Linked DNA regions of Mus musculus: region 2 is linked to region 1. The links are chromatin contacts, called in public promoter capture Hi-C maps. All regions are on one chromosome and are shown on one strand. The core of a region is the stretch at or near the end of the contact, and the rest is flanking DNA. Distances in the headings are between cores, read along the strand shown.

Evidence for each region. Promoter capture Hi-C pulls out the DNA fragments that hold promoters and counts their contacts.
Region 2: a promoter capture Hi-C map of macrophages shows a contact between it and region 1, with 6 read pairs. The contact joins the enhancer-like site here to the promoter of Olfr266 in region 1. A contact is called at or near these places in 3 of 39 promoter capture datasets (the C10 cell line, macrophages and second pharyngeal arch cranial neural crest), 2 of 484 Hi-C or Micro-C datasets (B cells and olfactory sensory neurons), 3 of 115 datasets of contacts at active chromatin or transcription factors (CD8 T cells, effector CD8 T cells and thymic regulatory T cells) and 3 of 9 other capture datasets (adipose tissue, liver and pancreatic islet).

Annotation. Positions count from the first base shown.
Region 1 is chr3:106,818,119-106,824,181 of GRCm38.p6, forward strand. It overlaps Olfr266 (olfactory receptor 266), which reads right to left and starts at 4,439. Exons shown (of 1, transcript NM_146489.1): 1 at 3,489-4,439. The coding sequence starts at 4,439. The coding sequence ends at 3,489.
Region 2 is chr3:106,756,442-106,762,381 of GRCm38.p6, forward strand. Cd53 (CD53 antigen) reads right to left here. Exons shown (of 8, transcript NM_007651.3): 7 at 5,652-5,735; 8 at 2,420-4,434. The coding sequence ends at 4,363. Among named protein-coding and RNA genes, the nearest start is that of Cd53, 31 kb to the right of the region's middle. Within about 2 kb of position 2,535, at least 5 of the 459 cell types and tissues checked have an H3K27ac peak or open chromatin away from gene starts, as enhancers often do. A contact at or near this core is called in macrophages, where this site is marked.

The sequences.
Region 1 (6,063 bases), core at 3,189-5,688:
CCTGAAACAGTTGTCCACCTGATTCAGGACAACTGGTATAGAGGAGCCTTTGTTCTTCAATCTCTATCATATTAGTTTTATGTGAAATTAATCATAGTAAATATCATACACGTATAAGTATATAATTAATTGTAAATTTTTCATTTTCTTACAATGGTACCTGTAAATGCTTTCAAGAAACCCTAAATATATACATTGGAACATTCATATCAGACATTATTGTTCAACTACAGAAAAAAAGATGTGTAATGAAATAGTTATATATGTTCCAAATGATTTTAGTTTCTAAAATTCATGTATGTGTTTTTAATACTGTACTCTTTAATGAGAGGTTGTCCTAAAAATTTTGGGTTTTCAGTCTTAATCTTAAGACCTGCCTAGAGGGGCTTTTCATATATATATATATATATATATATATATATATATATATATGGGTTTTACCTATCGTTTCATCCAAAAGTATTCCTCATTCCACAAAATTTTCCCCACATTCATTTTTTTTATTTTTCTCTTTTATTGAAAATAGATTCTTTTCTTTTATAATATATTCTAACTATAGTTTCCCCTACCTATAGACCTCCCAGTTTATCCCAACCTCTTCTCCTCTCTGGATTCACTTGCTTTCTGTCTCTTATTACTAGAAAAGAACATGCTTCTAAGAGATAATAATTAAACATGATAAAATATAAGGTGAAGGAAAAATACCATATAGAAGTTTTGGCAACCAAAGGGAGGAAAAGTGTTCCAAGGACAGTCACTAGAGTCAGAGACCCGCAAGTTCTCATAGTCAAGATTCCTATAAGAAAACTAAGCTAATAGCTGTAACATATAAAGAAAGCACCTGGCATAGACAGACCCATGTATGTCCTGTGCTTGCTGCTTCAGTCTCTATGTGAGCTCATATGTGCCTTGCTTATTTCATTTAAAAAGTCTTGTTCTTCTGGTGTTCTCCATCCCCTCTGACCCTTACACTCCTTCTACCTCCTCTTCCATGGAAGTTTCCAAGCTTTTAGGGGAGGGATTTGATGGAGACCTCATGATTTATACTTTCTGCATAATGTCTGACTATGGGTCTCTGCATTTCTTCCCATCTTCTGCAAGAAAAACCCTCTTTTTCATTTTTTTCTATTTCTAAACAAAAAGTGTCAGGGGAGAACGTGAATTAATGAATAAGGCAGATCTATGTAAACAGAATATAATAGAAGTCACTTTATTGATATTTTTAGACTACTAGTATTTGGTTTTACCCTAGGTCTCTGGGATATCTAGTCTCTGGTTCTTGGTTATCCAAGCAATGTCAGGTATAGGTCCATCATGTGGCATGGGCCTTAAGTCACATCAGGCATTGGTTGGCTACTCCCACAAATTCTGTGCCACCATTGCGCTAGCATATTTTGCAGGTAGGACAGATTGTAAGTTAGAGGTTTAGTGACTGGCTTGGTGTCTACATTTCTGTTTTGGTACCCTGCAGAGTACCTTCCCACACTGAAGTGACTAGAACATAGGAATGAGAGTTCCATGTAGGCCCTAGCTCAACTTCACCATACTAAATGAGTTGTGTGGGTGTTGTCCTTGGCAATAGAGCCCCACTGTCAGTTTGTGGAGAGAAATCCTTTGTTTTAGCCACAGCCTGGGATATTTGGGTATTTCATGGGATCTCCTTTAGCCAACAACTCAACCAATTTCTGCCACTGAAAATATTACCTGGAGACAAGAGATGGGCAGTTGAGATTTTTATATCCCTCATTACTGGGAGTCTTCATTAGGATCGCTTTCATATATTCCATGAAGTTTCCACTACAATCGATTTCTACACCACCACCCAGATGCCCACAATTCCAGCCTTCTCTCCCCACGCTTCCTCCCCCCTACCCCACCTTCCCTTCTACCTGATTCACACTCTCTGTTCCTATCCACTCACCCCCTGTCTGCAAGTAAACTCTATTATATTTCCCACTCCCAGGAAGATCCATGTGCCCACCCCTATGATCTTCCTTTTTAACCTAACCTCTCTAGTCTACCGATTGTATCTTGGTTATCATTTACTTAACAACTAATATCCACATATAAGCAAATACATCCCATGTTTATCATTCTAGGTCTAGGTTATCTCACTCAGGATGATTTCTTTTATATTCCATCCATTTGCCTGCAAATTTCATTATTTTTTAACAGTTGAGTAATACTCTACTGTATAAATGTACATTTCCTTTATGCTGATTATAAGATGTTTTCATAGGTCAAATATATTCCAGAAAAAGACACAGAAGCTCTATACCCCTGATATGCAAATAATATCTTAAATAAATTCATTTAATGGAGATTTTAGGTTCAGCACAAAACAGAAAGTAAAAATTCCAACGTATTCTCTGTTCCTACACACCCAGTCTTCTCAATAACCAAATTCCATACCCAGGGGGTCAAATTGTTAAACCAATGAGACATCACAATCACCCAATAACCAATTGTGGTTTACTGTAGATACTGTACATTCTTTGACTTTCAACAAATGTGTAATGACACATATTCACATAGTAGGTTCACTCTCCTGTAATTGTTTTATACTCTACTAATTCATGCTTCTTCCCCCTAATGTTTGGCAACTACTTCACCTGTTACTGTCTCCATCACTTTCTCTTTTCAAGAATATTGTATTCTTGGAAACACAGAGATTGTGGCTTTTTCAGCAGCATTAGTGGTATTCCTTTGATAGCTCTCTGTATCTTTCCATCCTTTGGTGACTTAGCTCTTTTTATAGCACTAAATAACTTTCTGTTTTCTAGACATATCTATTCATAGGCTGAAGGATATATAAGATGCATTCAATTTAGAGAAACTATAAATAAAGCAGCTATAAAAATCTGTGTACAGTTTTCTTTTATGAAAATAAGCTTTTATTGAATTTGAGAAAAGAACATAGGGTATAATTGCTCAATAATAATGAAAAAATATGTTCAGTGTTGTAAGAAACTACAAAACTATCTTTTAAAGTGACTGAGAATGTTGAATGTCTACTAGAAATTAGAGGTTTCGCCACATTCTTACCAGTATTTGGTGCTGTCTATGTTCTAGATTTTTGGCCCTTCTACTAGATGTGAATTGGCCATCTTATCAATATAATTTTGTATTTATATTCACAATTTTATACTGAGTACTTGGTTAATGATTTTCTTCTTACTAGACAGTGAGTTTGATGATAGTAAGGAATTTCTCTATGATTTTTTTCATGTTTTCATCTCTTATGTCTAGCAGAGTACCTTGAGCATATTAGACCTTCGATAAGTATTCAAAGAAATTAGTCAAAATCATATCACTCCATCTTGATTATGGGCTTTTATTTTTATAAGGTTCTATGATTTTGGGGGGATGCAGGACAGGATTTGACCTACTTAGACCATGGCATGGAATACTAGCCCCCAAACTGTCAGAACTCAGAAGCATCGACAGCCATCAGAGGCAGCTGCCATATAGTACTTTTCTTTTTCATGTCATATGAGAAAGTCTGACTTCTTACTCAAGCATTTCTTCAAAGCTTCATGAATGTCTCTGTTTCTCAGGCTATAGATAATGGGGTTAAACATAGGTGTCAGGATAGTATAAAGCAGAGAGAAACCTTTGCGTAAATATTGGGAAGAGTTGGCTGAGGGCACAAGATAGGTGGCAATCAGTGTTCCATAAAATACTGTGACAACAGTGAGATGGGAAGAACAGGTGGAGAAAGCCTTTTTCCTGCCTGTGCCAGATGGGATTCTTAGGATGGCAATGAGGATGCAAGAGTAGGATATTGTGATAAGGAAAAATGGGACCAGAGTGACTGCAGAAGAGGTGGCAAAGGCAACGGTCTCAATCAGTGAAGTATCCATGCAGGAGAGATGGATCAAAGGGGCAAAGTCACAAAAGAAGTGATCAATTTCATTAGGGCCACAGAAGTTTTGTCTACACAGCAGGACCATGGTGATGGCTGTGAGGAAGAAGCAGCAGAACCAAGACCCAATAGCCAACCTAAAGCAGAGAGAACCAGTCATGAGGATGGGGTATCGGAGAGGCTGGCAGATAGCTAGGTAGCGGTCATAGGACATCACAGCAAGCAAGAGGCACTCTGTTGCAGCAAGGGATCCAAAGAAGTAGAATTGTGCCAAGCAACCAACCACTGAGATAGTCTTCTGGTCAGCTATAATAATCAGCAACATCTTGGGGACAATGTTAGAGGTGTAGCAGACCTCCAGAAAGGACAGGTTCACTAGGAAGAAGTACATGGGAGTGTGAAGAGCATGGTTGCACAGCACTAGAAAAACAATAAGGATGTTTCCAGAAATGGTTAGGATGTAGAAGATGCAAAACATTATAAAGAGGGAAATATTCAGCTGTAAGATGGAAGAGAATCCTCGAAGAACAAACTCCACTATCACCGTTTGATTTTCCCAGGATAAGGTCATCATACTTTGGTTTCTGTGAAGGACACGATTATAAAAGCATACATAATATAGCTGTTTCTACTTTATGCAAGAATGTGAACAGAATGGTTTTTATTCTATGCTCTCTCTACTCTCTGCTCTATGAGTGAAGAAGAGAAGAGGACTTCTTTAAATCACATGAACGAAGATAATTTAAAATAAGAACTTGCAGCTTTATTCTTTCCTTTTCCCTTACTTGGTATCATCACTTCATCAGGAGCAGAAACATATGAGCTAGAGGAATATAAAGATGGAGAGAGAACTGCATATTGCACATTCTTCCTGAGTGTATTCTAGTAATCTTGTGAGTTTTAGACAGGAAGGAAAATCTAAAGGGAAGTGCAACAGAGAAAACTAGGAGGATGTTTGTGAAATGACAAAGAGAACAAGGTGAGACAAGGATGCAAGACAGAGTCCCTTCTATTTTAAACAGTGACAGTAACTGTCATTTAAGACATTTAAAGAAATCTCTTTTCATATAAATTTTATTTTCCTCTCCATGAGTTTTGTGTGGTGTGGGTCATTTCTGAATTGTTTTCATGGCATTTTAAAGAATTTAAATAGGAAGTTTGAGATTCTCTGATTCCAAGGTTACAGGTTGTGAAGGCATAACCAGGAACAAGTACATCATCTCACAATTTTAAACAGATATTATAAAGGCAAATTAAAAGATTTTTATCTAAGGCTTTAATAAGTTATACCCATTTTGGATATAACAGCACAAGGAGTTGATAAAGTACAAAACAAACTACTCTGCTCATGTTCTATCCAGTACCAGAGAGTGTAACCAACTATGTGTATGATATGTGTAATTTGGGGACTGTTGGGTGAGTTAAGGAATCCTAGCTCTCCTCTTCAGTTGCACTTTGATGAAAGCCACTCACCAACAACAAAGCACTAAGTAAACAGAGAAGCACTCCCAACTCCTGCAATGGTTCTAAGGATGAACCCACTGTACTAATTTCAAGGTCTGAATCCTGTATGAAACTTCTTATGGCAATTATGGAGAAAATATATGGTTGAGGAAGGTAAGGTGAGAAAAATCTATGTATAGGCACATAAAGCACCATGTGGGTGTAACAAAGGGCTTGTTACCATGAGAACTCAAAAAGCCTTAAGTAAAGCCAGGGATTCTGCTTCACGGGTCTGACTTTATATTTGGTCTAGCTTTCTCAAGTCTCAGCTTTTTTCATTGTAAATGAAATAAAAGTTTGAAGAAGAATGTAAAAAATGTAAAAATCATACAAATAAAATATTGGAAAACCATTGACTATGCTGGGTTTTTTGGTAATATTTAAGTTTACTACAGAATACTCTGCTTAGAAGGACCACTGATAGCAAATATAAATCTCTCTTGCATTGCCCTGAACCATGAGTGGTCATGAAATATGGTGTTAAAAATTGATCTTTCTTGCCCTGTGTCACACCTACAGCCTTTTGTTAATATGCTGATCCTATTTTTACACTGCTGTAGAAAACTAGAGACCATCCTATGGGATATGAATTCTAACTTACTGAGGGTTTTATAGAACTAACCTGCAATCTCTATGAGTTCTAACAATCACGGGATGCCTAATATCTAATGACTCAGACTCTGAGATCATTGAGG
Region 2 (5,940 bases), core at 1,285-3,784, 64 kb before region 1:
TTGGTATGGGGTAAGAATTATAATAATTCTATAGTAATTAATTTGTTAAAATGAAAGTAAAGGGAGAGAATAAGTCAGAAAATGTTCAGATAATTGAAATACATGGAAAAGAAATTAACATGATAACTAAAATGAACAACTAGGAGTAGAAAACTATCTGACTTTATAATTTCTTACTAAAAGAAAAACCAATACTTAGTTAAAAATATATATAAAAAAGAAAAAGCACATTGGATTTTTTACTAACTTTCCTTTTAAATCATTACAACATTATTCTTCTCTTTAATTATTTTTTTGGTGTTTTGTTTTGTTTTGTTTTGTTTTGTTTTGTGTTTTTAGACAGACTTGCTATGTAACTCAGGCTAACCTGGAGCTCACTATATACAATGAGTCTCTGCCTCTAACTACTGAGTGGTGGGATTATAGTAATGGACCACAGTGCCTGGTCACTTTAATTGCTTAATATATTTAATTTATTGATTTTAATACTGATATGCATTTCTAAGATAAATTCATTCATTTTAGTCACTTTACTTACTACTACATTTTTCCCATTTTTTGAATAATTTTTGTGCCTATGCTTATGAGTGAAATTGGCCATTTTGATATCAGAGTTGTATTTGCCTCATAATTGAGTAAAAGTATGTTCTATTGTAATGTTCCTTGAAAGAGTCTGTGAAAAGTTGGAATAAATTTTGGTTGAACATATCACCTCCAAACCTCTCCTTAACCTTCTCTCCCGTACCTTCACTTTTCTCCTCTTTTGAAGTCTAAATCTTAATTCATAAACAAAAAGCTATTTTCTCTCTTCTATGAGGACTAATTATTTTCTCTTGACAGTTCCTGATAATCCACTGAACCTGCTCTAAATTGTGTTTATTGTTAATTTGTATTTTTATCTTGTTTCCTAATTTGATCAAGATAATGATTAATAAAGACAAACATAAGTAATTAAAACGTGATAATGTGTCAGTAATGATGGCATATGACTGTAATTCCTGCACTTGTGAGGCTAGAGTAGGAGCATCACTGCTAAATTATGAGCCAGCCTGAATTACTGAGTTCAAGGTCAACCTAGATTACATTCTGAGTTCAAGGTCAGCCTGGACTACAAACTGAGCTCAAGGCTAGTCTGGACTACACAGTAAGTATGTATCTTAAGAAAAGGTGATAAGATCTACCAAGATAGGACTAATAGATTTAAAAACTGTGAACTTTTTTTAGAACATGTTGAATACGTACATTGTGTCAAAACTTAATTGAAAATGTGTGTATTATGCTGTGTCCCGCTTTAAAGTGATTCAAAAGTTCAGCTAGTTTGGGACACTAGCACAGTGGCAGAACATTGAGTTAGCATGCAGGAGGCTCTGAATTAAATTCTGTCAGAAAAAGCAAAGTTTATCTCTCACTCAAATAAAAGCTATGGAGATGGTAGCTCATACTTGGAAACACTTAGTAATTGTCAACTTTGAGAGATGAGGGAATTATTTATAGGAAGGGAAACTTAGGAGTTTTTCAAACAAAGGGAACTGTTAGAAAATGAAACAAATATATACAAGGTCTAATAAATCTAATAAAACTTAATAAACATCAGTTGTCATGAAATCACAAAATGTCAATAGGTAGGCTCTGGGGTTAACAATGGGATATTTTCTGTAGGATGTGACAGATAAAGTATCTGAATTTTATTTTTAAAACATAAGCCAATGAAGAGCTTCATGTATTTAAAAGTGTAGGATGAAATTTATGCTTTAAACATATAATTTGAGCTTCTATGAAAGAAATAGTTCAGATAGGGCCCTTTCTGACAATTAACACCATAGATAATGGGTGTAATAGCCATTCCTGGTTGTCAACTTAACTATATCTGGAATGAACTACAATCCAAAATTGGAGGGCTCACTTACCCTGTGATCCAGATCATGAGGCATAGTGGCTAGGAAAAGTTTAGGCCCAGGAAAGGTAGTATATGCCCTTAATCCTGGGAGACTGAGCCAAGATCTCTGAGTTCAAGGTCAACCTGGGACAAAGCAAATCCCAGATCTAGATGTACATCTTTAATCAGGGCCACACCTACAAAAGGACATTGGAAGAAGGAAGATTCACTCTATTCTTTGACTGCTTGTACTTACTTGCCAGCACATCTGCTGGAACCTACTTCTACAGAAGACCAGCTGAAACAACTAATCTCTTGGGACTGAGCAACTACTAGATTCTTGAACCTCCCATTCACAGCTGACCATTGTTGGGTTAGTTGGACTAAAGACTGTAAGTCATCATAATAAATTCCCTCAATATAAAGAGACATTCCATTAGTTCTGTGACTCTGGAGAACCCTGACTAATACAATGGGCTATTGAAAGACTTCAAGGACTAAGATGATGAGATAGATAGATTTAGTAATACTTGATAGGTAAATCCTTAGAACTCCATAACATTTTATTGGGAGTGAAGAACAAAGTAGAGCTAAGAACAAAGCTCAGGCATTAGGCAGGAAAACTTACTGGTAATGTCACCACTAAGTGTTAGTCTGAACAAAGAGGAATACATGACTCTTTATATGACTCAGAAAATGCAATAGATATTTTCCCTATAGAGCACCACGAAAATAACCAGTTTTCCTTAAAGCAAGTCAGAGAATTCTACAGAACATTTCTAAAACAAAAACCAATTATTTTCTATTCTTGTGAGTTCTATAAATTAGGCATTATATGTGTTCTAATTTTTTACTTTATAGAATATAGTTATGTATATACATAATATAGACAAGTACACCATATTTTTTGACATAGTAAGCATGAGATGGTTAGCAATCTCTCATGTGGCCATCAATGATCTCAACTTCCTAGAAGTCATATGCCTGTTGTGTAATTTTGCCCTGGGTGGAAATTGAACTTTTGACCCAGAATAACTGATGCCATCATTTCTGGGTTAAGTTATAAAAGTGCTATGACTTTTGTCTTGGATGCTACCTATCATTTTATGTCTTACCTGTCTCATTATTCACGAAACTACCCATATAAACTTATGTGTGGCCATTATATGAGGTTCATTACAACTATATGAGAACATGACAATGGATTAATTTTCCAATGAGACATGAGATGATGGAAGATATGGCTGACCACTTAATCACTATATGCAAGAAACAACTATCTATAATCATTTTTCTAAGCTACTTCCACACTCCTGATTACATAAAGCCATCAGACAATAAATGTTTGTTCTGACTTAGTAGCACTTAACTGTAATTCTAATATTCAGAAGTTAAAAGCAGGGTAATCATGAGTTTGGTGCCATCTTTGGTCATATAGTAAGTTCCAAGACAGCCTGGGCTACATAGCAAAATGCTGTCTTTAAATCAGTCAATTTATAAAACAAATATATAGGTTCTTAGCCACTACATTTTGAACTAATTTGTTATACAGAAATATAACATATATTTGGCTTGTAACAGAAATATCAGAATGAGTCAAATGTTTGATGGATAGTGATTATAAACTTTTGTTTATTAACAGGTTAAAATGGTACATTAACAGAACCTTATTTAATAGAGAAATAAAACATAGACATGGATGTGATTATCAGCTAACACACTGGAGATATTAATACTTCTGGGTTGTTTTATGGCAATGTAATTCAAGGCTACCAGACTGACTAACAATAGGATGGGAATAATCTTTTCTGGATGGATGGATGGAACAAAATCAATAAGACAAAGAAATTGGAATATTTTCCAGAAATAAAAGATTTCTGTATGATTCCTATTACCAAGGACTGTGTTCAAAAGGAAACTGAGTATGTCAATTATCTAATGAATGGGACTCAAAAATTTCCATCAGCTTCTCTCTTATGTGACTTTGTAGAGTGGAAGTAGCAAGATTTAGAGGCTAGAAATTGATTTGACAGTTGTTAGGAGACTAACATTTAAACTTGGACCTCTTTTTTGTAGTATTTGGGGCTAAACTCAAGGGCTCACATTTGCTAGGCTAGTACTCTGAGAAATAACCACACCAGCAGCTGGCAGTGGATCTCAAGCCACCAGTGCTACAGTGTCTCTTTAAAAAAAATACCCAAGTATGTAAAAAAAAAAAAAAAACCAAAAACACCCAGGTATGTTTCACCATCTTTAAGGGATATGGTTACTGCTATCAGTTGGTTAATGTTTGTCTTCTGCTTGATATGGGAAGTCCATGACAAATATTCTCTTCAGTGGATGTGTATAAGACAGAGATCCAGTCAAAGATGGAATAAGAAGAAGCCAAAATGCCAGTCAGGCAGGTAATTGTTTAAGTTCTCATGGAATGGATGCTTTGACTTTCTAGAGAGGAATAAGTCACTTAAGCAGGGGGAAGTTGCAAGTCACAGCCCTAAAGCCTGGCTTGTTTTGTCAATCTGGCAGTTGAGTGTCAGTGCAAAGGACATTCCCAGCACCTGAGAAGAGAATTGAGAAAATATGAGGTCTTCATCAGAGAAAACATTTCTCCCACAGTTCTGGAGTTTGCTAACACAGAAAAACAAGATTTCCATCACACTGTGAACACTCTCCAAACACCACTCCCAACTACATAATTACTCTTTTTAAGTTTAAGAATAACATTAGAGACAAAATGGGGACAATTGTAGTATTATAGAAAAGTCACTCTTGAAAACATTTTTTATCTTTTAAGAAGTCAGAAACTAAGCTATATATTCAAGTTACCCTCAGGGAACAGTACAAGAAAAATAAGTCAACTCTGCCAAAGCCTTATGTTTCCTTTATTTCATCTTCCTTTTATTTCTTGACTAAATCTTAAGTAATTTAGAATATGCCCAATATTGGGTAGAAAAGTGTTATGAATATCACATATCAAAACAAGACAAAACTCACCTTTCACTAGTCAAACCAGGTACAAGCACAAAGGAAAAGTAATTCAAATTTCCATCATCACTTCCTTCTTAACATAGAAGGCCAGGTTTTTAAGTGAGATATTTTATCTTAATCACTTCCAGACCAGCTAAGTTAGTGACTAAAGTGGGATTCTGCTTGTTGATTTTTTTTTTTACTTATTAGATATTTTCTTCCTTTACATTTCAAATGCTATCCCCTTTCCTAGTTTCCTCTCCGAAAGTCTCCTATACCCTCCCCATGCCCTGCTCCCCAACCCACCCACTCTCACTTTCTGGCCCTGGCATCCCCCTGTACTGGGGCATATAATCTTCACAAGACCAAGGGGCCTCTCCTCCCATTGATGGCTGACCAGGCCATCCTCTGCTACATATGCAACTAGAGACACAAGCTCAGGTGAGTACTGGTTAGTTCATATTATTGTTCCTCCTCTAGGGTTGCAGACCCCTTTAGCTCCTTGGGTACTTTCTCTAGCTCCTTCACTGGGGACCCTGTGTTCCATTCAATAGATGACTGTGCTGCTTGACTTGATATATGTGCATACATACATACATACATACATACATACATACATACACAATTCCTGTAACAAATTTTCTGGATGCATTAAATTGAATTGATAACATAATCATTTGTTCCTTGGCTAGAGTAACTCATCAATAATATAATATTTACTGCCCCATTCTGCTTCCCTAGTACTTCTCTAAGGTTTTGTGATTTAACTCAGTTAATCCTTATAGGGCTCCTGGGATTAAGCTCTTACCTGTATCACACATACACAGATGGTAATGATTCCAATATACAAGAAATTGGAGTGAAACCACGATTTTGCCTTATTATAGCAACCCTGGGGGGGGAATTATAGGCATTAATGATACCATTCAACATGTCAACTTTATCAAGATGCAGATGTTATGTTTTTATTTGCCTGCTTGTTTGAAGAAACAGACATAAAGTAGAGAACATTAAGTCAGTGACATTTCTCCAGATATTATCAATATACTTGTACCTAACACAGAACTCTTACCTCCTAACTAAGTTAAACTAGCCCT